3 separate regions of the Macaca mulatta genome follow, and regions 2 and 3 are each linked to region 1. A link is a contact called in public Hi-C data. All regions are on one chromosome and are shown on one strand. Each heading gives the region's core, a stretch centred on a gene start, on an enhancer-like site or on the middle of the called end of the contact. The rest is flanking DNA. Distances are from core to core; before and after follow the strand shown. Region 1 holds the start of LOC144329770. Region 2 holds the start of SEMA7A (semaphorin 7A). Region 3 holds the start of C7H15orf39 (chromosome 7 C15orf39 homolog).

The links. Hi-C and Micro-C count contacts between places; a contact is called where the count stands out from the background.
Region 2: a contact with region 1 is called in a Hi-C map of fetal cortex germinal zone, with 2.8 times the contacts expected there. The contact joins the promoter of SEMA7A here to the promoter of LOC144329770 in region 1. A contact is called at or near these places in 3 of 14 Hi-C or Micro-C datasets (fetal cortex germinal zone, fetal cortical plate and liver).
Region 3: a contact with region 1 is called in a Hi-C map of fetal cortex germinal zone, with 4 times the contacts expected there. The contact joins the promoter of C7H15orf39 here to the promoter of LOC144329770 in region 1. A contact is called at or near these places in 3 of 14 Hi-C or Micro-C datasets (fetal cortex germinal zone, fetal cortical plate and liver).

The regions. Positions count from the first base shown.
Region 1 is chr7:52,712,998-52,716,760 of T2T-MMU8v2.0, reverse strand. It overlaps LOC144329770, which reads right to left and starts at 1,505. Exons shown (of 7, transcript XM_077938803.1): 1 at 1,367-1,505; 2 at 1,058-1,148; 3 at 874-950. The coding sequence starts at 1,505. It overlaps LOC144329993 (a long non-coding RNA gene), which reads left to right and starts at 3,236. Exons shown (of 3, transcript XR_013395773.1): 1 at 3,236-3,349.
Region 2 is chr7:52,367,490-52,371,014 of T2T-MMU8v2.0, reverse strand. It overlaps SEMA7A (semaphorin 7A), which reads left to right and starts at 2,043. Exons shown (of 14, transcript NM_001266762.1): 1 at 2,043-2,241. The coding sequence starts at 2,070.
Region 3 is chr7:53,171,948-53,175,677 of T2T-MMU8v2.0, reverse strand. C7H15orf39 (chromosome 7 C15orf39 homolog) reads right to left here and starts at 2,078. Exons shown (of 3, transcript XM_001102160.5): 1 at 1,901-2,078.

The sequences.
Region 1 (3,763 bases), core at 256-2,755:
ATGATGTTTGGTGGCAGTGCCCTGTTCCAGCCGCACTGGAGCCCTCACCTTCCCTGGGTGACTGCCGTATCCCCAGCTTGGTTCTCTGTCTTTGTGAGCAGGGCATTTATTTTCTGCTAATGTTAGCTGGAGGTCAGTCTCTGTTGTTTGTGACTTAGAAGCCTGACTGGTGCCCCCAGACCCCACCCCCATCGTGGCGGGTGGGAGGATGAGGTCAGGTCTTGCGTGGGAAGTGCCAGATTCACAGTGATTAGACAAAGGCCATTGTCTTCCCTTGCCCTCCGGGCGATCACTTGCCTCCTACCTCTTTCAGAATGCGGAATCCAGGCCGGGCTTGGTGGGTCACGCCTGTAATCCCAGCACTTTGGGAGGCTGAGGCGGGCGGATCACTTGAGCTCAGGAGTTCAAGACCAGCCTGGCCCACATGGTGAAACCCCATCTCTACTAAAAATACAAAAAATTAGCCAGGTGTGATGGCTCACGCCTGTAGTCCCAGCTACTCAGAGACTGAGGCAGGAGAATCGCTTGAACCCAGGAGGTGGAGGTTGCAGTGAGCAGAGATCGCGCCACTGCACTCCAGCCTGGGTGACAGAGTGACTCCATCTCAAAAAAAAAAAAAAAGAGAAAATCTAGAATCCAGTCTCGTCTCTGGTGGCGCTGGCCTGTTGGTCTACTCGGGTCTGCGGAAGAACAGCCCCACCTCGTGGCCACAGCACAGAGCCCAAGGGGAAGGGATGAGAGAGCCACAGAGAGGCAGACAAGGTCACACCGCCCTGTTGGGCTGGCCCAGAGGCACGCCTGGAGAGCAGGTGCATGTCTGCTCTGGGAAAGATGAGCTGTTTGGCTCCTGGGAGGACCATGTCCCAGACTTACCTAGGGCTGGAGCCACGGCTGACTGTTCCCGATTGGGAGCATCACAGGGCAGGTGCTGGGTGGGTGAGGGCAGGGAGCTGGAAGGTGCCCCATCTGGCTATGGAAGAACTTTTCTAGGTGAGGTGCTGGGGAGCGGGTGAGCCAGATCAGCACATGGCTGATGGGACTCCACAGGACCCCGTACCGTGGGCTGCTCCCTGATTTGAAGGCCACCACCACACTGGTCCCTGGGGATCCTGGATTGGCCTCAGTGTTGCTGACATCCTCAGATTTTCCTGAGCAATAAGAGCAAAGTGAGAACAGGTAGGAAGGCACACTGTTGAATACCTACTGTGTGCTGGGTGTTTGCACATTTGCTCTCATTTGATCATCTCCCTTCAAGGAAAACAGTAGCATCTAGATCTTATCTGTAGGGTAAGGGAGACCCACAGAGGGTGACTTACAGAACCACCCCAGAGCCTGAACTCTTTTTCCTGCCCCATGAGGAGGTCACCAGATGGCAGCTGCAGAGACCCCAGACCCCAGGTCCTAGGTTTGCTCGGCGGTGAAGGGCTGCAAGCTGGGGGAGATGTTTGCCTTCTGCCTGCTAGCCCTCCATCTAGACCTTCAGAAGCTTCTGGTGCAGGGGCCATCTCCTGCTGGACATGGTTGGGGTAGGAGGGTCTGGTTGCAACAGTCCTGGACCTCCAGGTGGGAGGCAGAGATAGGGCAAAGGTGGAGGCAGGGCCAGGAAGGAGGAGCATGATGTGGCAGACTGGGGTCAAACTCCTGACTTCACAGTCTGCCCTGAGCCTTGTCCGCAGCTTTCAGCTTGGCCCAGGCCCTTTGAGGGGAAGCACAGGTATTGATGCCAAGTCGGAGGGTCATGTGTTGCCCCAGTCACTTCTGCATGGGCTCCAAGAGCCACCAGCAAGCTTGAGGCCAGATCCAACTCTGCAAATGACTAGAGATGTCATCCTGGGCAAGTGACCTCCTGCCCCTCTGTCCCCATCTGCCCAGTGGGCATTAGCACGTCGCTATTCCAGTGAGCTGTAAGGACTAAGTGGGGCTAAGTGCCAGGAGGGACCTGGCATAGAGCAGGTGCTCGGGGAACTTTGGCTGATTCTCAAGTGAAAGCAGAAGCAAGGGGACAGCTGGACTGCAGTCATCTCCAAGATCCTGGAATTTAATCCCTTTGAATATAAGATCCCTGAGGAGAGGCAGGTGGGGGTGTAGGTCCGTGAAGAACTGGCTGCTCTCATCCCTGTGCCTTTGGCGCACTTGCAAGCCTCGTTTTCTCACCTGTTGCTCCAGCTAAGTGGGCAGTGTGAGAGTCCCAGGAAGTTACAAATGGATCTGTGCCATCAGTGTTCCCAGTACCCCAGCACAGAAAAGATAATGGATCAGCCTTGAGGGTAGTGAGCTCTCTGTTCTTGAAAGTATGAGAACAGAAGTTGAACTGGCAGGGAGTTGGATGAGGAATATTTATTTATTTCTTTATTTATTTGAGATGGAGTCTTGCTCTGTCGCCCTGCCTGGAGTGTAGTGGCGTGATCTTGGCTTACTGCAACCTCTGCTTCCTGGGTTCAAGCAATTCTCCTGCCTCAGCCTACCAAGTCGCTGGGATTACAGGTGCCTGCCACCACGCTTGGCTAATTTTTTTGTATTTTTAGTAGAGACGGGGTTTTACCATGTTGGCCAGGCTGGTCTCGAACTCCTGACCTCAGGTGATCAGCTCGCCTCAGCCTCCCAAAGTGCTGGGAAGCCACTATGCCTGGCTTCACGAGGAATTTCTACTCCAGGTGGGTCTATGAGGACCAGGCCAGGGAATGAGGGAGGGGAAGTGGGGGGCTGTTCTCTGGCCACTCTTAGTGGCTTCTCTAGAATTTCTGCATAGGACGGACTTGAGACTTGTCTTGAAGTTGTATTTGCAAAACAAAGTCGCTTATTCCTTAGATTGCCTTTTTATTTGGGGTGGGGTCCCCAAGACACTGGATAAAGGCTAGCAGCTATGAGAAACATGTGCTTCTCTAACTGCCCAGGAGAGGGCAGCCTACACTGCATTTTCGGCTCCTGTTCTTGGCTGGGGAGAGTGACTCGGGCAGATCCTGACCTGAGGACAGGGCTGGGGGCCGACGGATCGGGAAGAATTGGGCAGCAGATGGGTGTGGGGGCGGGGGCTGTTCTTCTCCCCATAGATCACAAGCCCGACTTTTTTGGGGTTAGGAGGAACAGGCAAGGTGGGAAGCTTTCCTTTCAACAGTGGATCCTGCCACTGGAAAAATTTAGTAGAATTTGAAGACCACAGTTGTAGCAAGTGTCCGGGAAGCCTTTCAGCTTGACGTTTCGGGACAGATTCCTGCTCCCCCGGGGCAAGGAACACGTGACAGCATGGCTGCTGCGAGGAAGGGAGCCTCCTGCACAGGAAAAGAAAAGCCCCCGGAGGGCTGCGCTGAGCTCACACAGGACAGTTAAGCAGGGCACTTGAGGCACAGTGGTGAGCAGAAGTCCCTCTGTCATCCCCTGGGTGGGAGGACCCTGGTGCTGGCTTGTGTGTAGTGCGTATTTACCCACTTCAAACTCCCAAAGGGCTGGGATTACAGGCTCACTGCAGAGCTCCTGGCCTTTTCCCTGGGCAGCCACTGGCAGCAGGCCTAGTGACATCCTGGGTGGATGAGGGGAGGGAGAGCGGCTGGAGGGCCAGGAGATAAGAAAGGACCATTTCTGGAAAGCATGGGCGGATCGGTCATTCAGAGAACGGCAGAATCCAGCCCTTCCAGGAACCATCCCCAGAAGCCCCTTCTGGCTCTGGAAGGGCTTTTCTAGATGGGGTGCTGCAGGGGTGAGCCTGATCCATATGTGGCTGCCAGGACTCTCCACAGTCCCCTGAGTCTGAGTCCCTGTGCATCCA
Region 2 (3,525 bases), core at 794-3,293, 350 kb after region 1:
CTAGTTGTGCGATCCTGGCACTTCACATCCCTTGTCTGTGCCTTGATTTCTTCATTTGTAAAGGGAGGTGACTAACAGCTCCAACTGCATAGGAGTATGAAGATTGAATGAGTTCAGATGAGGCTATGAGATGGCACAGCACATGGGAACCACAGTGTTAGCAATTGTTACTGCAGTCAGAAAACCCATCTTCGTTCTGCCATTTACTGGTTGACCTTGGGCAGGTCCATCCTTGTCCCTCCCTGTACCTCAGTTTTCTTCTCTGCAATGGAGTTATGCTCCTTCCCTCAGTGAGAGGAAGAGAGTGGAGGACCGGCAGAGATGATGTAGGTGAACATGGGTTATGTGTTGTGAGTCGTTGTGCACATGGGCAATGTTATCATTGATTTTGAATCCATTTGAATTCTTAGTTCCAAAAGGCAGAGACAGGTGATTTCTTAGTTTGCCCTAGCTTTGCATAGACAGGAGAGACACTGGGGCAATACCTATTTAGCAGATGAAACCGAACGTCCATCTTAGAGGCTAGCCTGGGCCAGGCTCCACTGCTGGCTTCAGGGCCACAGGCTTAGGTGCAGGCCTGGGGAGGAGCTCTTAGACTGTCCACAGCCTCCCTCTCTGGGGCACTGTGCCCCTGGGTATCATGGGGCTGTTGGCTCCACCCAGTGGGCCAGGAGCCTCGCTCTGCACTGTCTCTGGAGGTGCCTTGAGTTTACCTTCCTGGCCTGCTGCGGTGCCTCAGGGCTCTCAGGGAAGAGGGAGGGGACAACTGGAAGCAAAATGTAGAATGGTAAAGTCAAACTTCTTGGTAGCAAAACTTCCCTGGTTCCAGGGGGTAAAAACAACAACCAAATGGTCCTGGCCCCATGGAGCAGGGCAGAGGGCAGAGGGCAGAGGGCAGCCAGCCCACCGCCTTTGCTGGTGTCTGCAGTGCATGAATCATATCTACGTCTGTGAGTTCTGAAGGTTGGATATTCACCTCTGCTCCTTCCTCATCCTGTCTTCTCAGTAAACACTAGATAAGTACTTACTGAGCTGGGTGGATTTTCCATTCATGGTTCCCTGGGGCACAAGTGGAGGTGGTAGATCTGGGCCGTCTCTGGTCTAGAGAGAGAAGACCCTTTTACAAAGGGCAGGCACGTAGTTCTGAGAGGAGGAACTGATGGCAGAACTGGCTGAGCTGCTCAGGTAACTGCAGAGGGTCTGGGCCTGGACCCCCAAGGCAGTCCCCACTGAATGGTCAGATTGCCTGAGATAGGTGAGCCCTAGGTACTTTGTGGGCAGAGATCCCCTTAAGCTGTTCTCACCCTCCCTCCCCCACAGTGAGTCTTGGGCATGGGGGATGCTCCCCTCTCTACTTGGGGAAGGGGCCTTCCTAATTATATCCCCCTCCACTCACATGGAAATGAGTTTGGATTTTCTGAGCGTACACCAGCTGGCTGGGGGGGAGGCAGCCCAGAAGGCTGCTGGCTGGGGAAGGGAGGAGAAAGGAGAGGGAGGGGAAGGAGCCAGGCCAAGATGAAAAATTTCCAGTGTTCTCCCAGGCAGAGCAATAGCGGGTCCCTGAGTGCTCCCCACATATCATCGTTGTTCCTGCTGGTAGGCTCAGCAGGAAGCCGTGTCCACTTAGGCGAACTCATCCTCCAAGGACCATAGTCCTCAGGGTGCGAACCACTTAGCTGGCCATAGCAAGGTTGTTGGGTGTTGGACTCCTCTGTGCCTTTGGACAGAGGTCCTCCACGACTTCTAGGCCAATCTTTTTATGGGGTGCAGGGAGTGGAACTGAGGCCCAGAGAGGGGATAGGGCCTGCCGCCCCTGGCAGAAGACCACAAGTCTGGCTTGTCCGCAGCTGGGCTTTCCCCGTAGAGTTGCCCGGGAGAGGGTGCGAAGGTTCCCCCAGCGGTTCCGCTCTCGCTCAGGAAAGCCAGTGAGGCGAGAAAAGGCTGCGAGGGGCGGGGGGAGGGGCGGGGTGGGGTCAGCGCTGGCTCCGCCTCCTAGCGCTTGGGTCTGCCTGCGGCCGGGCGCTGGCTCAGTCTCGGCTGATTGCTGCTGTCGCTCCCGGGGCCACGGGATGACGCCTCCTCCGCCCGGACGTGCCGCCCCCAGCGCACCGCGCGCCCGCGTCCCTGGCCCACCGGCTCGGTCGGTGCTCCTGCTGCGGCTGCTGCTGCTGCTCTGGGCGGCCGCCGCCTCCGCCCAAGGCCACTCAAGGAGCGGACCCCGCATCTTCGCCGTCTGGAAAGGTAGGCGGCGCCGCGCGGCTGGTCGGGCGCGGGATCAGACGCTGCGCGGGGCGGGTGCGGAGTATGCTGCACCCGGAGGGAGTGCGTGCGCTTGGCTCTGCGGGTCCCGGGCTGTCCCCGCGCTGTCCTCGCGTGGAGCGTGTGGGTTTGGGTGAGTGTGTGTGAGTGTGTGCGCTGGCACACCAGAGCCGGCTGTAACGCTGCGGCGAGCGAGCGGCGGGGCCGGAGCCCCGGCCAAGTCGCACCAAGTCTCTGGCAGCCGGGAGCCGCAACGCCCGGGCGCCAGGGGAGGGGGCGGGCCCCTCTCTCGGCCCCGAGCCAGTCTGGGTTCTCTGGCTCGGGGGCTTCGGCGCAGGACCCTTGCCCCGCCCGGGACACCAACCCCGGTCCCTTCCTCTTGAGCTGCGGGCTCTGCTGGCGCGCGGGGCGCAGGCTGGGCCGGCGAGGGGGGCGCGGACCCCTTGCCGCCGCCGCCGCGCTTCGGCAGCGGGAACAAAGACCCCGCCGCCTGCCCCCGCCCCCGCCCCGGCCTGGAGCTCGGGCCAGGCAAGGGGGTGGGCACCCTGCGGCTAGGCGGCGGGACATGGTGTGGTGCGGGGGCTTGGGGTACCAGGGCGCTGCCTCCGCAATGCCGGCACCGGCTGCTCCCCCCTTGCCCGCACGTGGCAGTTGTCACCAGAAATCGGCTCCAGCGTTGGGGGGCAGTGCCCGTTGGGTGGGGCACGGCTGTTGGGACCCCCAGGCGCTGGATCTAGGGCGGGGGTGCAGCCTTTAGGCCAGGGTAGGTATAAGAACCTGGGGGACCGGAGTCTCCCCCAAGGCACCTCAGTTTAAACCCTGTACTATGGGACAGAAAGCCGGCTAGGCGGGTGTTTGAGGCTTTCTGCCGTGAGGAACTGATCTCCCCTCCCCTGCATTGCACACAAATGCCTCCCCGCCCCCAGGCCGACTCGGCTCTGTCCCCAAATTTGGCGTGTCTGCGGCCCCCCTGTGGTGATGGTGGGGGAGTCGCAGTGGGGACTGGGGGGACTGGTCGGGTCTAGCCCCACCGGGAGCCTTTTGATGCCTTTGGCAGTTTGCAGGGATTGCGGGAGTCTGAGCATTATCTGGGGCAGGTATTATTAGCAGAGGGGAAAAAAAAAAAACATACAGAAAACGAGTGGCCCGAACTGCCGCAGTAGCTGAGGGAATGTGACTTGCCCAAGGTCACTGAGCAGTGTGGGTGCTTAGGTGCAGGCAGGGGCTCTGATCTGGCACAGGACCAGTCCAGGTTCTGCATTAGGG
Region 3 (3,730 bases), core at 829-3,328, 460 kb before region 1:
AGGCCAGCCTAGAGAAGACATGGAGGAGCCATTAGGACACAGGTGACAGTCCCAACAACAGTGTCCTATGATAGAAACCTGCTATCGAGGGGTGAAAGCCCCCATCTCACTCCACAGCAATGCTGTGAGAAGGAATTGTAGGGTTTTGGGGTATGGACCCTGCCCACCCTACCCTTGGGACACTCTGGGTTAAGTGTTGACTTCGGTCTCACCTCCCCCACACGCTCCTTGGGGTCTGCTGGGTCCCCACCCCCAACCCCAGGAGTCCCTCTCTCCTGGGCCTCAGCCCAAGGAATACCCTCTGCCCTGGAGACTTCTTGAGGCCCTTAACTGGGACCCAGCCAATAGACAGGAGACCACCTGGGACCCTCAAGAGTCTTCGTGGGAGGGGTGGTGGCTTCAGGGAGCCAACACAGAACTCTTAGGGACGTGGGAATGACCTTATCTCCTGCCAGGAGGAGGTGGAAAGCCCAGGATACACTCCCTCAAGGGAGACTCCTCCTCCACTCAAGACAGTTGCCAAAATGTAGGTGCCTCCTTCCCAGACCCATACTAAAGCAAGCAAGCTCTCGGACAGGGCAGGTGCCCAGGAAGCAGGCTCAGGTCATCTTTGAGAGGTAGCTCTGTTGATCCTCTGCCAAGCTCCAATGTCACTCAACCAGCACCCAGGCCAGGGTTCCAGAGAAGAGCCCACCACCGCAGCACTACCACTGCCTTACACAGTGGGAAAGGAAACAGCTCTCTGTTCCCACTTTCAGCTTCTAGGTGCCTAGGGATGGCCGATGGTAAACATCAGGATGAAGAGCGAGATTCCTGCCCAACTCTGGCCAGCATGTGGATTCTCCTGGAGGGCTGAATCGGGCCTCGCCGAATGTTCTCCCATCTCCCACCTTCCCTACCTGAGGCTCCGGACTCTCCAGACGCTACAATCCAACCTGGGGCAGCCCAAATTCTCCAGTGGAGGGGAAAGCGAAAGGGATCGGTCTCTATCCCCTTTGCCCTAGCCGCCCTGAGCATAACTCTGGTGCCTAGGGCCCACAGCCGACTTAGCTTTGAGGCTGCCGCCGCGCCCGACCTGGCGGGCTTCCGGGTGTCCCCAAGCCCCTCCCGGCAGCGCCGAGACGCACGTGCATCCAGCAGGCTGACACACAGGCCGCCGCCACGCATGCAAACCCGTGCCTGCACGTACGTGCATGGCCCACATCTGCACACACGCCATTCCAGAACTGCGCTCTCCCCTCGCTCTGGCCCCGGGCACACGTGTGCATGCAGGCAGGCCCGCGCACCCAGCCCCACACCGACGCCCGCAGACCGGCTGGAGATCCCGGAGCAGGGGCGGCCCGGCCGCAGGGTCCGGGCAGCCTCCGCCTCAGGGCGATCCCGCCAGCCTGGGCTGAGGCCAGACGGGTGAGTCAAGAGGTGGCGAAAAAACCGCAGGGCCGTCCCATCCCAGCAGGGCGCGTCCAGGGCCCCGCGGCGCCTCAGCGCCCGCCGCCCCCAGGCCCAGCCCTCCAGTGCCCCCTTGTCCCCTACCTCCCCCCAACGCCCTCCCCCGGCAATCCACTTGAGCAGGGCCCTGCGGGAGGCCCGAGGGCTCGGCCTGAGTTCCTTCTGGCCAGATTGGGCGCCTGGCCTCCGCCGGAGATCCAGGGCGCTAGCAGGCCCCGGGAGCCTCGAAGTCCAGGGAAAGTCGGAGCAGCGGCGCCACCCCTGCCCCGCAGCCCGGTCGCGGAGGGCCGGCGGCAGCCAGAAGCTGCAGCCCCTCGGCCCAGACGCGGCGCGCTCCGTCCCCAGGCCGGCCGGTAGGGGCGCCCTGGAGCAGCGCCATCCGCCCCTTCCCCACGCGCCGCCCGCAAACTCGGCCCAAGTTTCCGCGCCCGCCGAGCTGGCGAGCTCCTACCCGCAGAGCGCCAGGTCTCCCGCCGCCGCTACCCCAGGCCGCCTCCGCGTCCGCATCCTCCAGCGTCGCCCAGGCCGCGGGTCCTAGTACGGCCGGGCCCTGCGCGAGAAGTCGCGGTGAACAGCAAGCTCCGAGCAACCCTCCTCACTGCCGTTCGCGCCGCCGCCGGGCGCCGTCTGCGGTCCCGGGCGGGGCGGGCTGGGGGCGGGGCGGGGGCGGGGCGGCTCGCAGGGTGGGGGCAGAGCCCGGCCCCGCCTCTGGGAGCCTGCGCTCCTGTGTGCAGCGGGTGCCGGGGCCAGCGTGGGGCCAGCTTGCCGGGAGCGGGCCGCGGGCGCTGTGCACCGCCGGTACCCGCCACGCTCCACGAACCAGTGCCCGGCGGGCCGGTCACGCGCCTTCAGTCGCTCCGTTAGATCGTTCATTCACTGCCACTTTCTAGCGATGTGACCTTGCGCCTGCCACTTGACCTCGCTGAGCTTCAGTTTCCTTATTTGCAAAAGTGGAATTCTGTCTTCCTCATAGCGGTGGCGGTGTAAACTTGGAAAAGGGTGTTTGCAAATATCTGGCACACAGTAGGTGCCGGCATTCCCCTGTCCAGCACTAGTGTATTAGGGGGCTGGAGAAGGGCTTCTTGATCTGTCCCCTCATTTTGGTGTAGTCAATAAGGGCAATTTCCAGACTCCTGCTAGGGCAGGGCAACTGTCTGAGGAAGCGGCAATCTCCCCATCCCTGGAACGACCGGGAATGAGGGTGCTGGGGGATTTGCAAAGTAGCCTGGGCGAGGCTCCCTCCGTGAGGCAGACCTGCGCGCAGCCTACGAGGCGGGTGGAGGGAAGCACGCCCAGCCAGGAATGGTGTGTTGCAAAGAGAGGCTGGAGGGTGGGGAAGGGCTGCTTCTTCCTGGGCCATCTGACTGTGGATGAGAGCCCCTCAGTGCTACTTTATCTGAAAGAATCTGGTCCCACGAAGTTCCTGGGCTGCCTGAGGACTGGGAACAGGTGTGTGCAGTGGGGGAGGGGAGGGCAGGTGGACATGCCAAAGGCCAGAGTCAGTTCAGGAAGCAAAACTATCCCCTCAGATCCCAAAGGTAAGTTCTGCCTGAGTCAGAGCAGAACAGGCCTGAGGCTGCAGGTTCCAAGAATCACCAAGCAGCTGGAGCAGCTGGAGCTGAGGAGGAGGGCCTGGGGCTGCAGGTAGGAAGAGGAAGAGGAAGAGGAAGTGAGGTCACCTGGGGAGTGGGGGCAGGGGTGGGGGAAGAGTGTCACTTCATGTAGAGCTGGAAGAACCTTAGAAATAGAGTCTGGAACCATATAGGGAGGACACACTCAGAAAGGGTTGGAGGTCACAGGCTATTCCCTGCTCTTGCCCCTTACCAACTCTGCTCAGCCCTCCTCCTCCAGCACCGTGCCCGCGACCCTGTTCCTGCCCTGCTAGTGGGGTGGGAGGAGGGCTGTGTTCTTAGCCCCTGGGGTCTGGGAGTCTCACGTTGTGTGCTCAGATGTGCCCAGTGGTCTCTCCAATTTCCCTGAGTTGGAGTGGGACCAACCAGGCCAGGATGAGAAACTGTCTTGAGACACTAGGGGCTAGTTAAGATTTGCAGCACTGCTGAGCCTTGTGTTAATTCAGGGACACCTCACACAGACAGCAGCCCCACTCAACAGTATCTTGTCTGTTCCTTTTCCACATCACTTAAACACCCTGGACTGCCAAAGAAAGGACACAACACTGGGGGGACTTGGGAGCTACTTTGTAACTTTCTGAGCCTCAAATTTCCTCATTGCAAAAAGGGAGCAGAGAGAGACGTGCCTTAGCAACTGTGGTGTGGGCCAA